6 separate regions of the Mus musculus genome follow, and regions 1, 2, 3, 5 and 6 are each linked to region 4. The links are chromatin contacts, called in public ChIA-PET, Hi-C, Micro-C and promoter capture Hi-C maps. All regions are on one chromosome and are shown on one strand. Each heading gives the region's core, a stretch centred on a gene start, on an enhancer-like site or on the middle of the called end of the contact. The rest is flanking DNA. Distances are from core to core; before and after follow the strand shown. Region 1 overlaps Gm31955 (a long non-coding RNA gene). Region 2 holds the start of Stk17b (serine/threonine kinase 17b (apoptosis-inducing)). Region 3 holds the start of Gls (glutaminase). Region 4 holds the start of Hibch (3-hydroxyisobutyryl-Coenzyme A hydrolase). Region 5 has its middle 2.1 kb from the start of Gm31955. Region 6 holds the start of Stat4 (signal transducer and activator of transcription 4).

Evidence for each region. Promoter capture Hi-C pulls out the DNA fragments that hold promoters and counts their contacts. Hi-C and Micro-C count contacts between places; a contact is called where the count stands out from the background. ChIA-PET counts read pairs in DNA pulled down with a chosen protein or histone mark. Capture Hi-C pulls out chosen DNA fragments and counts their contacts.
Region 1: a contact with region 4 is called in a promoter capture Hi-C map of the HPC-7 cell line, with 2.9 times the contacts expected there. The contact joins the enhancer-like site here to the promoter of Hibch in region 4. A contact is called at or near these places in 9 of 39 promoter capture datasets (the 3T3-L1 cell line, 3T3-L1-derived adipocytes, the C10 cell line and 5 more) and 1 of 115 datasets of contacts at active chromatin or transcription factors (stem cell-derived neural progenitor cells).
Region 2: a Hi-C map of B cells shows a contact between it and region 4, with 7 read pairs. The contact joins the promoter of Stk17b here to the promoter of Hibch in region 4. A contact is called at or near these places in 1 of 39 promoter capture datasets (erythroid cells), 1 of 484 Hi-C or Micro-C datasets (B cells) and 1 of 115 datasets of contacts at active chromatin or transcription factors (astrocytes).
Region 3: a promoter capture Hi-C map of liver shows a contact between it and region 4, with 5 times the contacts expected there. The contact joins the promoter of Gls here to the promoter of Hibch in region 4. A contact is called at or near these places in 8 of 39 promoter capture datasets (the 3T3-L1 cell line, 3T3-L1-derived adipocytes, cranial neural crest and 3 more), 6 of 484 Hi-C or Micro-C datasets (CD8 T cells, LSK cells, cortical neurons and 2 more), 10 of 115 datasets of contacts at active chromatin or transcription factors (the 230-238 cell line, the SCID.adh cell line, astrocytes and 6 more) and 2 of 9 other capture datasets (adipose tissue and liver).
Region 5: a contact with region 4 is called in a Micro-C map of the AtT-20 cell line, with 3 times the contacts expected there. The contact joins the enhancer-like site here to the promoter of Hibch in region 4. A contact is called at or near these places in 2 of 39 promoter capture datasets (embryonic stem cells and pre-B cells), 2 of 15 datasets of contacts at CTCF or cohesin (large pre-B cells and pro-B cells), 14 of 484 Hi-C or Micro-C datasets (the AtT-20 cell line, the C2C12 cell line, CD4 T cells and 10 more), 6 of 115 datasets of contacts at active chromatin or transcription factors (the 230-238 cell line, T-cell acute lymphoblastic leukemia, astrocytes and 3 more) and 2 of 9 other capture datasets (adipose tissue and liver).
Region 6: a contact with region 4 is called in an RNA polymerase II ChIA-PET map of memory CD8 T cells, with 18 read pairs. The contact joins the promoter of Stat4 here to the promoter of Hibch in region 4. A contact is called at or near these places in 1 of 39 promoter capture datasets (pre-B cells), 1 of 484 Hi-C or Micro-C datasets (B cells) and 1 of 115 datasets of contacts at active chromatin or transcription factors (memory CD8 T cells).

The regions. Positions count from the first base shown.
Region 1 is chr1:52,329,365-52,332,929 of GRCm38.p6, forward strand. All of the region lies in intron 1 of Gm31955 (a long non-coding RNA gene), which reads left to right. Among named protein-coding and RNA genes, the nearest start is that of Gm31955, 26 kb to the left of the region's middle. Within about 2 kb of position 2,242, at least 68 of the 459 cell types and tissues checked have an H3K27ac peak or open chromatin away from gene starts, as enhancers often do. A contact at or near this core is called in the HPC-7 cell line, where this site is marked.
Region 2 is chr1:53,783,108-53,786,745 of GRCm38.p6, forward strand. It overlaps Stk17b (serine/threonine kinase 17b (apoptosis-inducing)), which reads right to left and starts at 2,108. Exons shown (of 8, transcript NM_133810.3): 1 at 1,967-2,108.
Region 3 is chr1:52,230,621-52,234,653 of GRCm38.p6, forward strand. It overlaps Gls (glutaminase), which reads right to left and starts at 2,612. Exons shown (of 18, transcript NM_001081081.2): 1 at 1,972-2,612. The coding sequence starts at 2,372.
Region 4 is chr1:52,842,332-52,846,300 of GRCm38.p6, forward strand. It overlaps Hibch (3-hydroxyisobutyryl-Coenzyme A hydrolase), which reads left to right and starts at 2,707. Exons shown (of 14, transcript NM_146108.2): 1 at 2,707-2,813. The coding sequence starts at 2,779.
Region 5 is chr1:52,301,502-52,305,509 of GRCm38.p6, forward strand. No RefSeq gene overlaps it. Among named protein-coding and RNA genes, the nearest start is that of Gm31955, 2.1 kb to the right of the region's middle. Within about 2 kb of position 1,275, at least 9 of the 459 cell types and tissues checked have an H3K27ac peak or open chromatin away from gene starts, as enhancers often do. A contact at or near this core is called in the AtT-20 cell line, the G1E-ER4 cell line, T-cell acute lymphoblastic leukemia and 1 more, where this site is marked.
Region 6 is chr1:52,006,948-52,010,864 of GRCm38.p6, forward strand. It overlaps Stat4 (signal transducer and activator of transcription 4), which reads left to right and starts at 1,293. Exons shown (of 24, transcript NM_011487.5): 1 at 1,293-1,781.

The DNA of each region.
Region 1 (3,565 bases), core at 992-3,491, 510 kb before region 4:
GTGAGGAGAATTCTGAATGCTTGGGAGAACACTCCAAGTAAAGAAAAGTCTTGTGGCCTCAGTTTTTTCAAAAACAAGAAATTGCTCTTGGAATATGGTGTCCAGGTGTTGTGGACAAAAGTGAGTTTGCTTTAGATTACTCATTATTGCCCACTGATGTTATTAAATTAAATGTATTTATGTTCCTCTATGAAAAAATTTGCTTTTTCCATGTGTGGCTGGCTTTTCCTTGTAATTATAGACAGCTCAAACTCAGGAGAACTCTACTAATTCGACTTTTCTTAACCTTCAGAGTATATGTCTTCCGAGACTCTGAATAAGTTGACTAATGTGTGAGGCTTTAGTCTGCCTCATTTACCCATTTTGTTCTCCCAAGTCCCACTGAATCTAAAGTGGTGACAGTCTTCCAGTTTTCATCGTCTAATTTCTGAGGCATAGGTTAGCAACATAAGTTGGTCTTTGTTTAAAAGCAGATTCCCTCATTCTGAGTAAAGTAGAATTGAGCAGCATACATATCCTGAGCTTGGTTGGAGTGGTTGGGATAGGGCACAACAATCCCCAGTAGACCCGTTGGAATTAGGACCTGTTGACTTGTTTTGTGGGGTAGAGGTGGCCTTGCCACCAAACGAATACAACAGCAGGTTCAAACAGCAGGGGAAAAAAGTACAAAAGAAACTGAAAACCCTATGTCTCTGTTATGGAAGAAAACCATCCCTAATGTTATCAATACTCAAATAACAGCAGCACTGGGGTGGGGGTGGGGGGTGGGGGTAGGATAGTGAGACTGACTGGAGGCAGCTAAAGGCTTGGTCAGTGTTTGGTGCTAGGTGAGTGGAAGCCTCAGTTTCCATGATTTGACTTTAAGTTTGTGATGCCTTTTCTGAACCTCAGTTTCCCTATTTGTCAGATGGAGAAAATGATGCCTTTCTGTGGGTATTGTTATGAGGCTTAACCAAATGATAAAAGGGAAAGGAGAGGTTCCACTTCTCCAAGAAACCCCCTCTGATGGGATTGTAGAGGAACGACTCCTTGGCCTGTGCAGTGTCAAGGCAGGGATAACTGGAGCTGCTCACTGAGTACCGTTGTGACAGCTAATCTCTACTGCACAGAACCTAGTGAGGACTGATTTGCCCTGAACACAGGAAGAAATTGACCTTCACAGATGCTTTCTAAAGATGCTAGATAAAGCAAGGAAGCACAGAGAATGTGGCAAGAGTCTTCATGCCTGTGCTGTAGGTTGAGCTGAGCAAGGATAGGCACGGGTTTCCAGGGTTCGGAGCTTCTAGCCTTCTACATGGTCCAGGAGCCTTCGGTCAGCCTTAGGCCTAAGGAAGCAGTGTCTGGAGGCTAATCCGGATTTAGCTCCAACATTTCAAAGCCAGTTATGAAAGCAGGGGGCGGGTTGCTGTAATCTGGGTGCTGCCAGGCACGACCTGGGCCTGCTCTTCATTACCTGCATGGGAGCTCCCTAATAACACCTTTTCATATTTGCATGTTTGAGTGAACATGAAGAATTTCCAGTTTCTCAAAGTTGACTCTTCTTCTTCTTCTTTTTTTTTTTTTGGTGGTCCATTTTTTTTAATTAGGTATTTTCCTCATTTACATTTCCAATGCTAACCCAAAAGTCCCCCATACACTCCCCCCCACTCCCCTACCCACCCACTCCCCCTTTTTGGCCCTGGCGTTCCCCTGTACTGGGGCATATAAAGTTTGCAAGTCCAATGGGCCTCTCTTTCCAGTGATGGCTTATTAGGCCATCTTTTGATACATATGCAGCTAGAGACACGAGCTCCGGGGTACTGGTTAGTTCATAATGTTGTTCCACCTATAGGGTTGCAGATCCCTTTAGCTCCTTGGGTACTTTCTCTAGCTCCTCCATTGGGGGCCCTGTGATCCATCCAATAGTTGACTGTGAGCATCCACTTCTGTGTTTGCTACGCCCTGGCATAGTCTCACAAGAGACAACTCTATCTGGGCAAAGTTGACTCTTCTTAAAACACAAGTTTAATAAATATGGGTGCCAGTGAGTTTGAAGCACAAGCTGGAAGAACATTTCCCGAGAATTGTGTTTTGGTTTTTTTTTTCCAGATTTTCAAGCACGCACAATACTGAGAACAGAAAAAGAAGCTTTGGCAGTTTGAGAGTGTCCCTCTGAAAAGGGCAAGGAAGTAAAACAGGGAAATACAGCGGGGAGGGGACAGTAGTGGGGAGACTGGAGGGGACGAGAGAACAGAGGCAGATGACTCAGCCTGAGGGGGCTGGGAGGAGCCTGTGGGCAGGGCTGTCTGAGTGTGGAGTAGGCAGGCGGTTATGACTAGCATTGAATGGAGATAATTAAGAGCAAGTTGGTACCAGTCACTGCCAGCAAAGAAGAGAATGTATCCAGAAAAAGCATTTCTTTATTTCAGCACTGAATTCAAACACCTACCCATTTGGGTTTGAGAATTCCATTTAAAAAAAAAAAAAGTTCTGAAAACAGACCGTACATGGCTGTGAAATCTGACTGGCTTTCTTTCTGAAGGTATGTATGGGAGAGGACAACTTTGAAACTGTAAAGCTACACTGGAACATGCTTTCATTGAAAGAAATGCTTATTTAAAAATAATACTCATCCCATACAGTACATAGCAGTGCTGTTAAAAGTCATGTGCAAGTTATCAAATTTCAAGGGAGTATCAGCCACACACGGATTTCTCAGTTGTTCATAACGATAGGACTGAAACGCACGGCTTCCAGATCCTTTAAATAGCTTTTGGAGGGAAGAACATTATAATTAAGCTGCATCGAGTGTCACTGCAAAGAAGCTTCTAAATTACGGGTCTGAGTGGGGGCGAGGAATGCTCTTTGATTGCCTGACAATCAACAGCAGAAGATGTTCACATACGCGTAACCCAGACTCACTGTAATTATATCAGAAGCAGAAGAGGTGGGCGCGGCGGGAGCAGCCTGATTCACTAATCATTTGCTTGTTGTTCTTTCAAAAATCATCTTCAGACTAGTCACAAACACTCAGGAATTCATATTTACAGAGTGGCTCTGTATCAGAAAGGATAGAAAGAAGGACCAGTCCTTTCAGTGTGTCTCAGAAAGGTTGTCAAAAAATGGCCCAGGACACACTAAGAAGATGCTCCTGCTGTGGGAACTAGTGCACTCACCTGGCCTCAGCTGCTTTACTCAAAGCCTAATGTCAGAAACGATATTCCCCCACTTATTCCCATAATTTTTATCCCATTTCCACTCGGCTCCCTGTTGGCTTAAAAAGGTCCCTTTTTCTTTTAAGGCATAAGAATATGGAGGAAATGTCATAATATTGTGTAGTCTCCAGAACCTCTCTTGCCTCTTAAAGAGGCTCAGATATTGCCTCTTGGTGGGGCGGGGCACTGGGAAATCAGTGTCTTCTCCCCTGCCCAAGACAGGTACTATACCTGCTCACCCTCGTGCCAAGGCTTTGATACACACAGGCAACTGTGGGGCTTCATTGAGAAGCATGGAATCTAAAACCGACTGGCCAGAAAGGAATGTAACCTATCTTTCACGAGCCTTTGTTTTATGAGATGCTAAGACC
Region 2 (3,638 bases), core at 858-3,357, 940 kb after region 4:
GTGCCATATAAGTAGACAAATAATCAAAATTGAGCTGATAGTGCGGGCCTTTAATTTCAGAACTTGGAAGGCAGAGCCAGGCAGATCTCTTGAGTTCAAAGCCAGCTAAGTCTATAAAGTGAGACCCTGTCTCAAAAGACAAAAAGCCTTTAAAACTGGCAAGCAAGACTCAAGTGTAGAGTAAATGTCAAGATGCAGGAGGTAAGAATTTTAGACACAGGAAATAAGCATTATAATATATCATATCTTGAGAAAATTTAGTTTTAAACTGAGTCTCTAAAAAACTGGGAGATTTTGACACAGAAATTCTTCCTTATAATTGTCAAGCAGCTACAAAACAAACCAATGAAAACATGGTTATACGTTCACTTAACCCCAATGACAAACTGTTCACTGTCAATACACACTGAAAAATGAAATTAGAAGTGTCTGCCATTAAATGCCTACATTGTCTATAGACATTAATTTAGATATAAATGGTAGACTGTTGATTTATGAAGTTTCTACTAAAATGCCACTTCTACCTTAACCAAAATGTAATTTTTTTCTTAATATTTTATTACATGCAAGTTTAGAGGTCAGAGGACAAGCTGTAAGTGTAGGTTTTCTCTTTCTACCATGTAGGCCCTGGGGATAAGGACATTTGAGTTGGTGTCAAGAACCTTTCCCAGCAGAGCCATCTCCTGAAACTAAATTCTTACTTTAAAAAAAAAAAAAAAAAAAAATCCAAGAAAAACTATTACCAATCTATCCACATACAAAAAATTTTGAAATCACAGAAATATTACTTCTCTAACTTAAGCATACTGTCATGTAAGTAAATTTACTTTAATAGTAAACCTTCATTCCAGAAAATTATCTAAAATGTATGTGTATCTCAAAAAAACCAATTACTTGAAATATTAAAACTACCAAAAAATTAAATTAATATCAAAAAGATTAGGTGAAAAGACAGGTCTAAAATTTGGTCACGATTTCCATGGACTAGTGTTTTTTAATATACACAATTTTAAGGCACTGTGATTCAATTTTTATGAAGTTGTTGAAAACCATTTCTGGGCATCTCACTGTGAAGACTGTACCAATGAGAAAGGAGTTTATATCTCTCCATAATAAAACTGTGCTCCTGGAGTTCTAAATTCCATGTTACATATGCCTCCACTTGCCTCGTTACCTCTGCAGACCTTGCTGCTCAAGGCACAGCCTCTCTCCCAGTCTTGAACACTTAAAAAGTCCACACGGTATCAAACCTGCCGGCGAGGTTCGGTGTTATCGGTACCATGTATGTAAACATGACGTCAGCCAAACCCTCAGTGAATGTCACACTGCAAGCTAATGATTATGGTTGAAATTCCTAGGCTTTCAGAAGTATTTCTTAATTCCAACTTGCAAGCTGAAGCCAGCGCTTCTCTAGTCCCAGCACAGCCACGGCCACTAGCCACCAGCCGGCCGGCCGTGAAGTTTCTTTCAACTTTGTCTCCACTCATCTATATCCCGAGAGTGAAGCCAAATTAAGCGCTTTTCCCACGGTAAGGCCGAGTCGGGATAAAGATCCAGACCGTGGCCATGATGTGGCTGTCTAGTCTGAGGATGGGTCACAAGTACAGAAGAATTCCCACTGCTTTAAAGCCAAAAAGTCACGGAAACAGCTGTGGCTCCCCACGCCGGGACTGACAGCGGCCCACGCGATGACCGCAAAGTTTCTCCCAGGCTGCTGGCCGGACGCGTCCACCCGCCCCGACGTGAAGGCGTCCCGCGCCCACAGCACGCGAGCCCCGGAGCCACCCGGAGGACCACGTCGAGACGCCGCGGAGGCTATCGGGCATGGCCGCGCTCAGGGACGCCGGCTCTGGCCTTCGGGCTCGCCGCAGGGTCCCCGCGCCCCCACACCGACCGCTCCGCCGCAGCTCCGCGCCGTCGCGGGTTCTGCCCTCCCTCCGACCGGGCCACGGCTACACGGGCTCACCTCGCACTCTTCCCCACAACGGCTGGTCGCCGTCAGCCAGGCCCCTGTGAGGCGACTCCCGGCGGCGACCGCACAGACGCTGACCGACGCTTCTTACAGTTGAGGTTTGAAAAGTGCAGCCGCGTCTGGGACACTGTACTTCGACACAGACTCCGCCCTCTGCTGCCCAAGAGCCAATCGGAGCGATTACGGAGGGTGGGGTTGTCACGTGGGGGCGGGGCGGGGCGGCGGCCGGCAGCGCGTGCTGTGAGGCCGGGCCTCAGGAGGGGGGCGGGGAGTGGGCGGAGCGCCGAGCGCCTGAAGACTTGGTTGCTGGATGTAGCCTAGAACTGGACAGTGTGCAGGCCGGGTTGGGGGGGGGGGGGGGTCCGCGCCTCTTTTCCCACTTTTTCCACCTTCAGAGTAGTTCCGGGATGTGTAAGTATCGGGACACAAGAGATGAAAGAAGCCGATGTCCGGGCTCTTTGACTTGTGATGATTAAAGTTCTGTGTTTCAAATCTTCCTTGTCCTCTTCCTTACCTCCTGAACCTACCCTACAAATAGAGATTCCAGCTTGCTATGGGTTCTTGAAGCCATAAATAGGACTCCAGGATCCTAGTCTCTACAGCTGGATGTCTTAAGACACTAACTAGCTCAAGACACTGTAGGAGAATCTGAAGATGAACTAATTGCTGGTTTACTGTGGTAGGGGAAATGAGGAAAACTTGTACCTGCTCAATGCCCATTGCTACTTTCTTTCTTTCTTTCTTTCTTTCTTTCTTTCTTTCTTTCTTTCTTTCTTTCTTTCTTTCTTTCTTTCTTTCTTTCTTTCTTTCTTCCTCCCTCCCTCCCTCCCTCCCTCCCTCCCTCCCTCTCTCTCTCTCTCTCTCTCTCTCTCTCTTTCTTTCTTAGCAGTGTTAGAACACAGGGCCTTTCACATGCTTAGCAAGGGTTCCACTTCTAAGTTCCACCCCCAGGCCCCCAGATCTGTTAACTATTGAAGACTGTTTAAAAACTGAAAGTTTCGTGCTAGATACAGTAGGTTTACATACATATAAGATCCTAGGTTACTTATACGTTTATATGTAGCATCTACACATAGAATCTAGAACTGCTGAAGGGTACTTTTTTAGTAGGTATAAAAAACTATTGGGAAAAATTCTGTGAGTGGAACTCTCTTGCTTTTAGAACATCTTAGCAACCATTTTATGTTCTTCCCCTGTCACATTTAACCAAGATTTCTTCAAGCCATCTGCTTGCCCTTCCAAGCAGTGTATGTCCCAGGACACATGCATTTAAAGTTATCAAAACCATTTCATGAGGTCTGTGTTGTTATTTAGACAGGCCTCAGTATAATGTATTGATTCTTTAAGTGTTGTCAAATGGATAATGTTGCATCTTTTTAGCCAGGGAAGCATAAATGTTAAGGTGTCCACAAACCAATGAGATTGTTCCCATACTTTCTTCCAGGAAACAGCAGCTGCATCCAAAAGTGTCAGTACCAAGGCTTAGCCAGTGCCCTCTTGGAGTTCCTTGTGATCGTTTTTGGTGTTTAGATGTTTGTAACTGTTTTAAACTTAAACAATTCCTTGATCTCCGGCTTTTGAATGTAGAGGCCGTGTTGTGTGTGTTTATGTGGGGTTGTGTGTATCTGTGTATGTGCACGTGGAGGCCAGAAACATTAATGTCAGG
Region 3 (4,033 bases), core at 1,362-3,861, 610 kb before region 4:
TGAACCTGTTTAGTTGTTATCTAAATTTTGGTGTGCACACACATACACACACATCTAGTCCCTTAACTAAGGTAAATAAAGTTATCTTATTAGCACCTAACACTCTCCAGGAATCTGAGCAACTCTTGAGGAATTCCCTCCCTAAACTGGGTTCTTCCCCAGGGCAAGATGAGAGGGAACAGGATGGAGCATTAGCCAAGATAGCACTCCTAAATTATTGCTTTGAGATGATTTATTAATACCAATAGGGCGATGAAACCAGAAACTTCTAGGTAAACAAAACTTCATTTTCCTATCTGATTTTTTTTCTTTTTAAAAATGACACTAGAGTAATTTGGAAAACAAAAACAAAAATCCCTCCCACCCCCGAACCAGGGTACTTTAATAGAAAGTACCCTCCCATCCTGCAACCTGGATATTAACTGTTAAGAGTAAACATGTGTTTGTGCATGTGTGTAAACCAAATGATGGTAAGGTGAAGGTAAGGTATTTGACTAAACAAACAATACATCTTCTACTTTCTAAAACATTAGAGGTGCAAATGTAACCAAAGTGTAGGTTTTGAAAACAAAACAAAGCCTGGAGGAGGTTGCACATGCCTTTATTAATCCCAGCACTTGGGAGGCAGAGGCAGGCATATCCCTGAGTTCGAGGCCAGCTTGGTCTACAGAGTGAGTTTCAGGGCAGCCAGGGCTTCACAGAGAAACCCTGTCTTGAAAAGCAAAACAAAACAAAAACACTAAATGGGATTTGAGTCATCTAATCCAACACATGTAATAATGTGCCCATGATCATCAAGGTAGTTTGTGGTACAAAGCTACTATCACAGAATACCATCATTAAGTGCCTTTTTCCTTATTAAGGGTTTTTGTTGTTGTTTCATTTTGTTTTAAATAACATTTTCACTCTGGGAAAATAACCAGGAATGTTTTAGGAAGGTACCCACATCAATTACAGGAAACATTAAGCAGGCCTGAGATTGAAGTCATAAAATTCACACTTTCAGTTTGACTTAAGCTACTGTGCAGAGCTGGAAGAGAAGTAAAATGCAAAACAGGATACACCATATCAGTATAAAGTCAGAAAAATAGGATACAGAAAAAGCCTAAAAGTCAGTGTTTACCTAGTTGGGGAAACTATATTACACAAAAGCATTCAGCAAAGAAAACTCAATTTTGCTCTTAGGCTAAATTCCCACCCTATATACACAATGAGTCAACATCCTATCACAATCAAGTCCCTAAAACTACTTAGATTTTGTGTATTTTATGTCACCTTATTTTTGTGCTTTTAAAACAATTTTATCCTTTAAAAATCTGTCCACCGCACAGAAGACATCAGACAAGCCATCACTGGTCCCGATAGGAACAGGTGGTCCATGCTGCGTTCCTCGTCCTCTAGGCCACATGTCCCTATTCCGCCTAATCTCATTTCTGAAGCATTATTTCCGGTGGCCCAGATGGCTCTACGCACGCCAAAACGATCCACCTCAGGAGGATTAAGAACCCAAGGCCACATCTGGCATCCAGTGGGATGGTGGTGGAGGCTTACAGAATGGGGGAACTGCGGCCTGGCAAAAAGGTGAATCGGGAAGGTAGAAGCTCCGCTCTACGCCCGACTCCTCAATGTCACTCGGGAGAGATGGAGGTTCGCGTGGCATCACCCTCGCAGAGCCGGGGCGCTGAGCACGCGGCGCGGCCGGACAGCAGCCTCTGCCCGGCAGGGGCTTCAGCAGGCAAGACCCTCCCGGCGCTCACCCGTCACCCCGGGGCGACTCGCGCCGGCCACGGAGGGGAAGTGGGAGCAGGCGAGGGGCGCGGGCGGGGCCGGGCCTAATCACATGGCACAGCCGTCGCAGGCCGCCTGGCATCGCTTTCTTTCTCTTCCGCGAACCTCCGTTGCTAAGCCGCACCGCCACCGCCCACCGCCCAGGGCCCGACCCCTCCCCTCAGCCTCACCCACGCAACTCACTTGTCGCCCGCGGCCACCATCTCCTTGCCCTCGCTGTTGCCGAACGCGTCGGTCTCCCCCGGGCTGTCCTTGGGGCCCGGGGCTGCGGGTGGCGACGCCCCTGGCTGCTGCTGCTGCTGCTGCTGCTGCTGTGGCGGCGTACCCCCCTTCCCCAGCTCCTGTAGGATCTCCGAGGGCGAACTGGACAGGCCGCCCGCGCCGGGGCCCTTCGCGCGGCCGCCCCCGCCCCACCACGGGTGGAGTCGCGCAGCGGCCACCAGGCCAGCGGTCGGCCGGCTCCCGCCCCGGGGGCGCCGGCACAGCGTGCCGAGGGGCTGCGCGCGCCGCAGGACGGCTCCGACGGCGGCGGGCGGCCTTAAGAGCAGCTCCCGTAGCATCGCCGAGCCTCGCAGCCGCATCATACCGCCGGCGCCCGCTCGTCAGATGAGGATGCTTGGGGCGTGGGCGGCCGCTCTGCTCCCGGAACCGTGTCCCGCACGGCGGGGAGAGGACTGGAAAGAGAAAAAGTCCGGGACGGGGTGTGGCCCCAGCTCCGCCGCTCCCGCCGCCAACGCCGCCGCCCTCGCCGCCGCCGCCGCCCAGCCTGCAGCCAGCCGAAGTTGCTCTGGCCGCCGCGAGCTCCGCACTGAGACTGACGCTCAAGGGAGGGCTGGAGACATACCAGGCTCACCAACCGGGGGCGGGAGGACGCTGACGGCCTGCCCCCTGCAAGCTCTTCCATTGGCTCAGCCTGCCGACCTCTCTTCTGATTGGCTAGAGAATCGGTCAAATTTGTCTCCGCGCCCGTACGCAGTCCCGCTGGGTCCTGGAGGGCGGGGAGAAGGACGACTGACGTGTGTCAGCCCCGCCGACCGCTCTTCCCCCTTGCCTCGGGCCACCTGAGGCCAAGCTGGGCGAGGACCCGTAGCTCCGGAGTCTGGCCATTCACCAGGCAGGTGCGCTCCAGGGAAGCACGTCCTCCAGCTATTGAGGAAGCTGGAGTGCGCCTGTTCAGGCCGCCCAAGGCTGGAGGGAGGCTGGCGGTGGCAGATCGTCTGGTCCAAACCTACTGCTCGCCCCCTCGGTTAGGGGAATGTGTCCGCCCCTCTGAAGGCATCGGTTCTGCCAAGGCCGCCCTGACTAGCTTCATCCCTCTCCCAAATGTGCTTAAAACTTTCCATGGTTGGCTACTGCCCAGAAGCGAAATGTTTTGGAAAAAATGAGCAAAATCCTTTCAGCTATGCAACTTAAGACATTTAGAACGTTTGAGCGTAGGAACAACGAAGAATAGAGAAAAAGCCAGAGTAAGGGTGGATCTCTTCTATCTTCTACAAGATTTCTCCAAATCTTTTGAACGGCGATTATTTCATTAGTACCAGTTGACTTGAAAGCAAAATACTGCAGATCCTTTTTCTATTTTAAAAGCCATTTTAAAATAGAAGCATCTGAATACCATGTCTCAAAACTGTTTCAGCACAGCATCACCTCATCCATGTATCCTTTTAGATGTGTGTGCATCATATGTTTCCTGAGTCTGCACACATATACCACTCAGGACTAAAACCGCTTTTTAAACCATTTCCTGAAACAGATAGGCTTAAATGCATAGATTCACCAAAGTTAGCAGGATATGTAATTCACCAGATTTAGTAATCCAATCAATCTGTACATGTTGAACGAGATTAGTAACCAAAGAATCTGACTGTGCCTACAGGCTTGTCATGCTCAAGTTTTTGTTTTGTTTTCAACCTGCTCTTTAGATAAAAATAAAAAGTGTGAAGGAAATGACCTTGTGGGGGGAAAAAAAGCCAGAATTTTATATTACTTGGGTGGCTTTTATTATTGCTTAAGGTTAGTTTGTCAAAAATATTAATATTAGTGAATCAAAGTTATATATTTAGGAAAAACAATACATTCTAGGGGAGAGATAGCAAATGTTACCCTTAATAATATCTAACTTTGTCTTTCTAACTTATGGGTTGCTTTCAAACCTTAGTGTTGTTCAGTTTCTTACAAACTAGTTATCTGTTTTTACTGCCTCTTTTCTCTTTTTTCTCAACCCCATCCAGACTACTCACCAATC
Region 4 (3,969 bases), core at 1,457-3,956:
CAGGAATTCTTTGTGTCTTCCACTTGTATGGTGTCTGTTGGCTTCCTCTGTTCTCTAGCCACTATTATATTTGGTCCAGGACAGAAAGATCATTTCTGATCAAGTATCTTACAATATGCCAAAGACTAAGAATAACTTCTTTAAGGTCAGGGTATACTTCAGTGGATGACAAACACCCCTTTAATTTTTCACTCTGAAACTCTTCTCAGATTCCCTCATTTACTATTAATATGCCAACACGTTTTTGTTGATGTGCTTACAGCTAGACATCTGTATGAATCTAGAAGAAACTCAAGAGTAGTGGGTGTCTTGGTTAGGGTTTTACTGCTGTGATTAGACACTATGACCAAGGCAACTCTTATAAAGACAGCATTCAATTGGGGATGACTTACAGGTTCAGAGGTTCAGGCCACTATCATCAAGGTGGGAGTATGTCAACGTCCAGGCAGGCATGGTGCAGGAGAAGCTGAAAGTTCAATACCTTGTTTGGAAGACTGGCTTCCAAGCAGCTAGGACAAGGGTCTTAAAGCCCAGCCCACAATGACACAGTTCCTCTAACAAGGCTACACCTACTCCAACAAGGCCACACGTCCAAATAGTGCCACTCCTTTGGGCCAAGTATGTTCAAATCACCACAGTGGACAGTTAAATATGGGGTTTATTTAATAAGCTGCTTTCCAGAACAGGTATGTTTTCACTGATATTTCTAGTTTGTGAGCATTCTCTTAATCAGATATTTTGTCTCAGAGGAAGACTGAGGGATCTGTAACTTTTCTGAAGATAATTAGCAATGTTTCGAAGCAAGTTCAGCTATGTAGAGTACTAAACTCTGGTCTTTCCTCAATGTCAAATGCATCTCATATGTTTCTGACTCAAAGAACATTTAATTTACTTAGTTTTCCTAGACAGGGTCTTGCTGTGTAGCCCAGGTGACCATTCTGTTTCAGGTTTCTGAGTGCTGGAATTATAGGTGTGTGTCATCGGGTCTGGTTTAAATTTACCTTTTCATTAAAAAATTATTAAAATTACACAGCCAGGCATGGTGGCACATGCCTTTCATCCCAGCACTCGGGAGGCAGAGGCAGGTGGATTTCTGAGTTCGAGACCAGCCTGGTCTACAAAGTGAGCTCCAGGACAGCCAGGTCTATACAGAGAAACCCTGTCTCAAAAAACCAAAAAAAAAAAAAAAATTACACAAACTCCTTCAGATCAATTAATACCTGCTGATTAAACTTAAAAGCCAAACATAGATAATCAACTGGGCATTTCAAGACAGCCTAGTCTAGGGAGCAAACTCCTTTCCTTTCCATTTTTTAAAGTAAAAACCACTACCGTATTTATTGTTTCTCAATATTACAAAGAAAAGGCAATGCAATCTTTTTACATTAAATGTGGTAGTAAAAAAATTATATTTAAAGGTTTTTGAAATTTCTTATTAGATATTTTCTTTATTTACATTTCAAATGTTATCCCCTCTCTTCCTTTCCTTCTCCTATGGAAACCTCCTATCCCCTCCCCCTTCCCCCTGCTTCTGTGACAATGCTCCCCCAACCAACCAACCCCCCTCTCTGGCTTCCCCATCCTGGCATTCCCCTACACTGGGGCATCCAGCCTTCACAGGACCAAGGGCCTCTCCTCCCATTGATGCCTGACAAGGCCATCATCTGCTACATATGCACCTGGAGCCATGGGTCCCTCCATGTGTACTCTTTGGTTGGTGGTTTAGTCCCTGGGAGCTCTGGGGGTTCTGGTTGGTTGATATTGTTGTTTGTCCTATGGAGTTGCAAACCAATTCAGCTCCTTCATTCCTTTCTTTAACTCCTCCATTGGAGACCCTGTGCTCAGTCCAATAGTTGACTGTGAGCATCCACCTCTTTGTCAGGCTCTGACAGAGCCTCTCTGGAGATAGCTGTATCAGGCGCCTGTCAGCAAGCACTTGTTGGCACCTACAATAAAAAGTCTCTGGGTTTGGTGACTATATATGGAATGGATCCCCAGGTGGGGCATTCTCTGGATGGCCTTGCCTTCAGTCTCTGCTCCACACTTGCCTCTGTATTTCCTCCTGTGGGTATTTTATTTCCTCTTCTAAGAAGGACCAAAGCACCCACACTTTGGTCTTCCTTCTTCTTGAGCTTCTTGTGGTCGGTGAATTGTATCTTGCCGAGCCTTTGGGCTCATATCCATACTGTGTGTTCTTTTGTGATTGGGTCACCTTACTCAGGATTGATACTTTCTAGTTCCATCCATTTGCCTAAGAATTTCATGAAGTCATTGTTTTTAATGGCGGAGTAGTACTCCATTGTGTAAATGTACTACATTTTCTATCTCCATTCCTCTGTTGAAGGACATCTGGCTTCTTTCCAGCTTCTGGCTATTATAAATAAGTTTTTCTACTTTTCTCTTTGCTTTGGTTACTCACCTCTCAGCTTTCGTCTTGGCTCCTCCTCTTCCTCCTCCCCTCACTAGTTAACGCCCCTAGCCAGGACCCGCCCCACCTTTACCCGGCCTGGCCCTGTCTAGTGTGGCCCTGCCCACTGCTCTTGCTGGTTTCCTAACTGCTCCTGTTTTGCCCCGCCCCGCCCCGCCCGGCCGGGCCCGTGAGCGTAGCGCAGCGGAAGTGTAGGCGTTGGGCCGCTCTGGCCCACCGGAGGACTTGTCATCAGTGACCCCGGCTCTCCTCTGCTCTCATCGGCTGTGGGCGGGGCTGTGGGCGGGTCTAACTACCAGAGCCGGTGGAACCACTACACTCTGCTTCTTCTGCTCTTGGGTTTTTAGGCCATGGGGCAGCCATATGCGTGGCGGCTCCTGTCGAGGTGAGTTGGTGAGCAAGGCAGAGCTAAGGGCCGGCTTGGGGGAAAAGGCTCACAAGTGTCCCCGCAGGTCTCGCAGATCTAGTCGCCTTTGTATGGCAGCCTCTGCTTTGCTGCCCCGCGGCGACCTCAGCGGCGATCGCAACGACATGCGTCCTCTGACTTTGCTCTTTTTCTTGCAACAGCACCTTCATTTTCCGTCCTCTAGCATCTGTTAGGCCTTGACGTCCCACAACTTTCTCCCCCCTCCGTTTGTCTCCTATTTATTTTCTTTCTTGGAACTGGGCGCTGTGTGGGGACGTGCCACCTGATTTACTGTGTAGGGTATTTTCTTAAGTCACACAGAAATGACAGGTTGTGTACCTGGGCTCCGGGTAAGGAACTTGATTATTTCAGCTAGCAGTAGTAGCAGCGCAGGCAATTGGAACTCACAGAATAATGTTGTGACCATTTAGCGTGGCTTGACCGGAGCAGTGCAGATATTAACTTTCTAAGAGTGTCTCTCACTGCAATCGGACCTTGGCAGAAGGAAATGTGGTAGCACCCATTTTAGGAGCTTTGGCTAGTGTAATTCCTTTTCCCCAGTACCATACGCAAAAACTTCAATTTCCCCCCTGTGGAACTCTTCACTGAAGTACTTTTGGGCGATGAAATGTGTGCTGTTAGACATCTGTGCAGTCTAGGAGCATCTCAGACGTGGAACGCACCCTTGTTCCGTCTGCACGTTTCTTATGCCTTACAGTCTGTTGTGGAAGGTTCCTGCAAAGGCATAGAATGTTTCTTAGTTCTAAATGAGTAGTTACCAGTGGAGTTAGGGAGATGGTTCCGCGGTTTTAAGAGCCTATACTGCTCTTAAAGGACTGGCTAAGAGGACAAAGTTCTGCTTCCCGTGTGGCTCATAACTACCTTTAACTCCGTCTCCAAGGAATCTGATAGTTTCTTCTGGATCCATTGGACACTTGTACTTACATGGGCATACATATATACATAGTTAAAAACACATCTTAAGCCGCGCATGGTGGCGCACGCCTTGAATCCCAGTACTTGGGAGATAGAGGCAGGGATTTCTAAGTTCAAGGCCAGCCTGGTCTATAGAGTGAGTTCCAGGATAGCCAAGGCTACACAGAGAAGTCCTGTCTCAAAAAACAGAACAAAACAA
Region 5 (4,008 bases), core at 25-2,524, 540 kb before region 4:
AACTTTTCAAGCCACTAAAATTTTCAAATCTTTCATTTGTTGCTTTTTCATGGTTTAAACAGTAAATTTCCAAACATGCACAACAGAAAGCCAAAAGCAATACTTTTATAAGTGTGTCATGTTTCTATGAATAACTTATAATTTTAATAATGCAGACAAGATTAAATATTTTTTCTTTATATTCTAACTATAGATTTTAATGAGATTTTATAGAAATAAAAATGATAAGAAATGATGACAATATTTTTAAAATAATCTTTTTAATACATTACTTTTAAGTCCTTAACATTTACCTTTTCTTTCTTTTAAAAAACATTTTATTTTATGTGTATAGGTGTTTTACCTGCACATATGACTGCACATGTTTGTGCAGTGCCTGAAGTGGGCAGAAGAGTGTTAATTCACCAGAACTGGGGTTACAAGGTGTTGTGAGGAGCCTTGTGGTCCCCAGAATGAAACCTGGTTCCTCTGGAAGAGCAGTCAGTGTTCTTAACCCCCGAGCCATCTTTCCAGCCCCTGATTTTTGGCTTTTACTCTTTACTTCTTGGCTTTTTGAGGAATAGTCTCATTCTGTATCTCTGGCTGCCTTGAACTTGTTGTGTCGCCCAGGCTGGGCGCAAAAGTATGGTCATTTTCCTATGCCTGCCTCCCAAGAGCTGGGATTTCAGGCCTGGGCCACAATACCCAGTTCTTTATTGACTTTCAGATTAAAATATTATTCCATTAAAACTGTGGAAGTTATTGAGCACTACACAGGGAAGGACAGATGGAGAAATATGATCTGGTTTTAAAATATGACCCAGGTACAGTTATATTAAAATAAGTGAAGTTTGGTCCTCAGCCAGCATCAGCCACATCACCAGGAATCTTGCGAGGTAAATTCTGAGGCTCCTTCTAGACTAAACCAACCAAAGTAGAAACTCTGGAGAACTGAGTATGGCAGCCACTTTGTAACAAATTCTCAAGATGATTTGGGTGCACCTTAGAGTCTGAGACCACCGAGAACACTTATTAACACAAATGTTCTATTCAGTGCTGAACATTCTCTCTCTCTCTCTCTCTCTCTCTCTCTCTCTCTCTCTCTCTCTCTCTCTCTCTCTCTCTCTCCCTCCCTCCCTCCCTCCCTCCCTCCCTCCCTCCTTCCCTCCTTCCCTCCTTTCTCTCTTCCTCCCTCTCTTTTCTCCTCCCACTTCTCTCTCACTCCCCATGGAGTCCACTTAGTATCCTCAGTGTTTGAATAGACGGAGCGCCATCTACTGGACCATGGCAACCTCGCAGGGACAGCGTCCCTAAGAAAATCAACTACCTCTCCCAGCTGCCATCAACTGCCAACAACTCCACAGCTACAACAAAAACAAAACAATCCCAAATGAATGTGGGGACGGAATTTGTAGGGAGAAGGAAGATGACAGGGGTACTAGAGAGATTAGATCAGAACGCACTTTAAAGGGCTTTTTGTTTGTTTGCTTGTTTTGTTTCGTTTTGTTTTGAGGTTTTGTCTGGCTTGATCTAGGTTCATGGTGTCATACCCGCTGTCAGTTCATATATGTAACTGCCCTGTTGTGTTCTGAAAACACAATTTCACTATAGTTATTACTGCTTCTGGCTCTTAGAATCTTTTGCCCCGTCTTCCTTAATGCCTTGGGAGAAGGGAATGCCATCACTTATTCTTAACAATTTGAACAACTACACATATCCATTCATTGCAGAAAAGTGGGAGAATCTCAGAAGAGAGGGTAGAAAGAACGTCAGAGCCAGAAGATAGAGTGTGAGACGCTGACCTCTGGAAATGGACAGCCAACGACGTCATGCCTTTCCAGCTGCTGAGGCTGCATGCAGTGGTCCACAGCGGACTGCACCCTTCACCAGTCAATCAAAAACTGAGGAGGCTGCCCAGAGGGTCCTACTTTCCCTTCTGAGCTGTTGGATACTGAAGGATTTTGGAGGAGGCTCAGCCATTGTCTTCAGTTGCGTGTGTACTCACTGTGGAGCTCACCAGGTTCTGGGGAAGTGTTCCAAAGCCAAGGGCACACAGAGACCCTGGTTATACTCCCCAAACAAACAACAAAACAAAACAAAACCACAACCCCAAATGAACATGGGAAAGGGACTTGTAGGGAGAAAGAAGGTGACAGATGTACTAGAGAGATCAGGTCAGAGCACTTTAAACATGCATGAAACTGTCAAAAACCAAAGTCAACAAAAGAAATTTTAAGTACACATTTCCAATAGTATTCCAGAATGAGTCAGAGTATCCACTGTCTAGAAGGTTTCATTTTTACAAACACAGTAGGCAGTCTCTGGCACTTAGGATTTGAAGGGACTGGAAATAGTTTTTAACATTTCTCTCAGCACTTTAACCAAAAGGCAATCAATTTCATGCTACCAAGCCAGGGTGCCTGTGGCGGGGGGCGGGGAGGAGGGAACGAATGTCTTTACTTTTTACTAATGATCCTTTAGGACTTATTTTTTATTTTTTAAAAATATGTTTGGATGTATGCCATGTACATGCAGGTGGCAGAGGAGGCCAGAAGAGGACGCTGGAGTCCCTGGAGCTGGAATTAAAGGCATCTGTGAGCTGACATGGGAACCCAACTTAGGTCCTCTGAAGACCGTTGAATGTCATTAACCATCGACCCATTTCTCTAGTTCTTCATAAATGTTTTCTTTTTTTAATTTGAAGCAAGGAATGTAGGCGCGAATACACTGTAACTCACTATGTAGACCTGGCTGGCCCTGAACTCACAAAAAACTATCTCCTTCTGCCTCTGCCTCTGCCTCTGCCTCTGCCTCTGCCTCTGCCTCTGCCTCTGCCTCTGCCTCTGCCTCTGCCTCTGCCTCTGCCTCTGCCTCTGCCTCTGCCTCTGCCTCTGCCTCTGCCTCTGCCTCTGCCTCTGCCTCTGCCTCTGCCTCTGCCTCCTCTGCCTCCTGAGTGCTGGTATTAAAGGTGTCTGCTACCACACCAACTCACTAATGATTTTAAAAAATATTATTTGAATGTTTTTAAACAGCGTATATGTAGCTTATTGATCAGACTGTGCTCCAGTTGAATAGGAATGACTTCCTATTGTTTTAAAATAAATACAGACATTATACACGATCTTGCCTAAACATTACATGAGCTGAAAGAACCAGATCCAAAGAGTACATTATTCTAAACATACTTTTTTTTTTATTTGAGTACAGACACACCAGAAGAGGGCACCAGATCTTGTTACATATGGTTGTGAGCCATCATGTGGTTGCTGGGATTGAACTCAGGACCTTCAGAAGAGCAGTCAGTGCTCTTAACCGCTGAGCCATCTCTCCAGCCCACATTATTCTATTAATATGAAATACCAACAGTAGGCAAAACAGAGGTTGGAAGCACAACAGTGGCTACCTGGTAGGAAGTAAGGAAGAGAACCTTGTACACTGGCTGCAGTGTACAGTGTATGGAGGGTGCAGGCTATGGAGTTTTCTTTGGGATGATAAAAGTATTGCAGAATTAGACCATGGTGATGCTTAGGTACTGCTAGTTTATACTCTATTATCTAGAGCAAATGGTGATTTCAATGTTATGCATATACAATAAAAGAAGTAGGAATAGAAGAAATCCTCCCATTGTGGATGAGAATTGACCAATCTTGTCTATAAAGACAGTATGCTTCAGATACTGATGCTAAGGCATGCCCCTATACTATTATGACAAGCGACTCTAAGTTTGCAAATGGTCAAGTTACAAGTTTGTAAGTCAAGTCTCACTTTAGCTTGCCAGTAAAATGAAATGTGCTTTGGCTTGCCAGTAAAGTGAAACGAAACAAAAACAAACAAAGCCCACCATCCCTTACAATCTAGCAAGTCCACTGTGCACAAATAACTGTGGACCACACATTCAGCCATCAATTTCATCAGGTCAGCTCTGGCCGAAGACTGTAGTGTGCGACTTGGAGATGCTGAGTTCTTTCTGCCCGGGCCTCTCACCACCAAGCCTCACAACAAATACAACTGTTTCCATACTCTGTTAAT
Region 6 (3,917 bases), core at 43-2,542, 840 kb before region 4:
AGTGGCGAGTAGTGGTCTCCACCTAAGCTGTCCAGAATGGCAGCCACCAGGGCTTTAGACACTGGAAAGAAATCCACTTACACTGCAGAATCTAGGTGTTCAATAGGAAGGAATACAAAGGATCTTAGGTAGCAATTTAAATGTTTTATTATAATTTAATGTTTTATTATAATTTAAATGAAGTATTATTATTTTGTAGATATTAGGTTACTTGTGCTGATTTCACCCATTTTTTTTTTCCACTTTAAATGTGTCTGGGACTAGGGAGATGGTGCAGTGAGTCAAGCACTTACACTCGGGTAAGAGGACATGAATGTGGATCTCCATGATTCATGTAAAGCCAGCTGTGATGGTGCCATGGCAAGATGGGAGACACGGGAACCCCCAGAAGCTTCCAGGCAGTCCAGGCTGGCTAACTCAGTGTCAACAGGAGACCATGTCTCAAACAGGGTTGGAGGCAGGGGCAACACTGGATATTGTTCTCTGATCTCTACTTGGGATCTATGGCATGCCAGCACTCACACATGCTCTGAACATATGCCTATATCCACACACAAATCGAAAGGGAGGGGGGAGAGACAGAGATTAAGAACATGAGGGGGATCAGAAAATGCAAGGAGTGTGTTCTGTTTCTCCCAGACAGCTGGTCAAGAAGAGTAAAGAAATTCAGCGTAAACAAACAAACAAAAACCTACTGTGGGTTTGGGGGCATTGTTACATCTTCACAAAGTCTAGGATTTCACTGTGTGTGGGGTGGCATGGGGGGGGTACCTGGTGAGAAGATGCAGTGGGGGGAACATCAGGAGTGAAAAATGACAGTGCCCAGACTTGTCTGAGTCACAGCCTCAGCTCCTGAGAGGGAGAAAAGTTTCCTGGGTAGGGTGTGAATGGCTTAGTTGTCACTTGGGAGAGAAGAATCCAGGTGGCACACCTGTGTGATGGCTGGTCATTGATATGATACAGGCTTTTGCCTAGGTATACTACCCTAGACACATGTGTATCCAGTCTGCCCATTGCTTTCCACCAGTCTGATTTATTTTGCTGAACTCTGGTAGAATTTTTTTCCTGTTCAAGGCATTAATATCTAAAGGAATCCGCTGGAAGTCAGTGATCCCTGAGAGATGACTGTCTATCTTAGTCCAGTGGCTATGTCTCTGAGTAACTTTGTTCACCTGCCTGGTCCTCAATGTCTTCAGAAAGTGAAATTTAGAACGGAAAGGAACCGAGGTTCCACCCAGCTCTGTGATTCTAGAACAGACCCATGTCATAAAGAGGGGAGCACACAGACTACAGGTACCAAGACAAGGTGGAAGCTGGCCAGAGAGGGCATACACCGAGAACTTTTACACGAGTTGCCACAAACCTGTGTAAGCCTGTCTTCTCACAAGACAGCAGACCCTGCTGTTGGTTGGTGTGTTGATGCTGGCTCCCTAGAAAGGATGGAGTTATGTCTAGGAAAACAGGAATCCCAGTCCTTCAGTGTGTACCTCTTACTCTACACACCTTGGGACAATTTGCATTTGTAAGAGTGGCTACTAGGGATGGGGCGGTGCTCTGCCAAGGGGGCTTCAGCCTGACTTTGTAAAGCGTTTCTAGAATAGAGTGGATAGGAACTGCCTAAAGTCCCAGGGACTCAAACACTGACGCACAGGAAAGCCTCAAGTGGGTGGAGAAATGCAAATCCCCTAGAGGAATGGCGTCAGCGGCTGTGGACCCTGAAGGCCGATTCTGACTTTGGACTTGTGCAGTGCCACTACCTGGACGGAGAGAGAGAGAGCCAGGTAAGCCAGGCAGCCCGCATCTGCGTGTGGCCTCTCCACAATAGGAAACATCTAGGCAGGATTCTTGGGGCGTCTTTCTACAATTGGTATTAACACGACTGGGGAGGAAGGGATGCCTATAAAAAGAAGGGTCCTACTCATTACACTCAGATCACTCAGAAAAAAAGTCTTCCAAAGACTTAAATGGAGATCTGGCTCCGGATCTTTACTGAAGGAGGGAGAAGTCGAGGCATCTCCGTGAAGCGGAGGGGTGGGTTGGGGGCTGTGCTGCTGCGGAGGTGTGTCAGCTAAGGGCTGGAAGACAGCCCTAATTTTCTTTAGCCAACGGAGGGCTGTGATATCTGACCCGAGATTGGCACATCTGGGTTTCAGGGAAACACCATCCCGCTAGGGTAGCCGGTGATTGTGGCTTTGAGAAGTGTGAGTGATGCTTAAAGTAGGTCGTCCCTTTGCAAAGAGGTCAAAGAGTCAACAGCACTGCTAGCACCCGGGAAATGGGCCTGAATGCAGGAATACCAGGAGGGAGCCGGCAGGCATCCAGGTTTTAGATGGAAAGTACTTGTCCTGAGACAGGACAATGAGCCCCTAGAGAGTGAAAACAAAGACACCCGCTGGAGGTCTGAACACCAAACAACAGCGACAACACCAGAACAAACCACCACCCCCCCCACCCCCAAAAAAAAACCCAACAAAAAACCTCGCTTTAATTTCTTAAAGTTTTAGAAAAGTAATTTTAAAAGGAACTTATCAAATCCACTCTCATTCGCTACCCTCCAGATCTTCTCCTTTTCTCCCTAGGGTATTTATTCCCTCTCAACTTTATGTGCTGGTTTGCTTGTTTGTTTATTTGTTTGGTTGGTTGATTCACGTAGTGATGCCTGCATGTGCATGGATGATGATGTGGGATTGGACGCAGACCCTGAACCATCAATTGCCAATAACTCCTCAGCCAGGGGTGGGACTTCCTGAGCTCCAAACGAGGTCTGAAGGTTTTCCTCTTTAGGGTACGCCAGGGAGAAAAGGGTCCTTCTGCACCTTGCTTCAGCCTTGGTTTGCAAGAGTGACTTATCTGAGTGATTTGACTGTAAGATAATAAAATTACCCTGCATTCAAATAACAAAATAGAAACAACAGAAACAGTGAAAGCGGCGACCCTGTCTTCAGCTCCTGACCTCCTGATGCCACTGGTAGAAGAGAATGCTCCAGTTCTGTTCCCAGACCTGGGAAGTTTGTCAGAGCTGCACGTTGTGGGCAGGATTCTCAATCCCTCTTTGGCGCTTGATTGTTTGTAAAGCCCAAGGTGCTTGCTATTCTCCCACCTATTCAGGGGCCCATCAGGAGGCCCAAATAAGCTTTCTTAAATTATTTACTTTACTAAGCACTCACAACATACCTGCAATGGCCAGCCATGAGGGCTCATAAACATAAAGTCATATACAAGTTCAAGATAGCTTCTCTCCCTATCTACATTTTTCTGAGAGAAGCACAACTTTTATTATTTTATTTATTGATTGACTTATATTTATACATTAGTATAGTTTATAACATTTAGTTATAAAGTTAGCTCAAGGAAAAGGTGTTTGAAAATGTTCCCACTGGCCGGGCGTGGTGGCGCACGTCTTTAATCCCAGCAATCGGGAGGCAGAGGCAGGCGGATTTCTGAGTTCGAGGCCAGCCTGGTCTACAAAGTGAGTTCCAGGACAGCCAGGGTTACAAGGAGAAACCTTGTCTCGAAAACCCAAAAAAAAAAAAAAAAAAAAAAGTTCCCACTGAAATCTGAAGACTCAATTTGTTCTATAAGCAAAGAGAAACGTCATACCTCCAAGATGTATTGAAATATTGGGGTGAAAGTTTTGCCCTTGACTTACTATTACTAATCAAGAAATCTGCATTCCAAAAGAGCAAAGGCAATAACTTAGTAACGTCAGGGGAATTAAGTCATACTGATTTTTCTATGCTAGAACGTACATCTACAGCCTCTGTGCTGGACAGAGTGGGAACATATAGGTTACACTAAAGGAGCACACTGCTCTGTGTTTACATTATAAAAATGGGATAGTTTATTCTACTTTAGTTAATTTGAGGGCTCAATCACTGTTAGATACAAGGTGACGTTGTATCTAAAAAAAGCTCTGC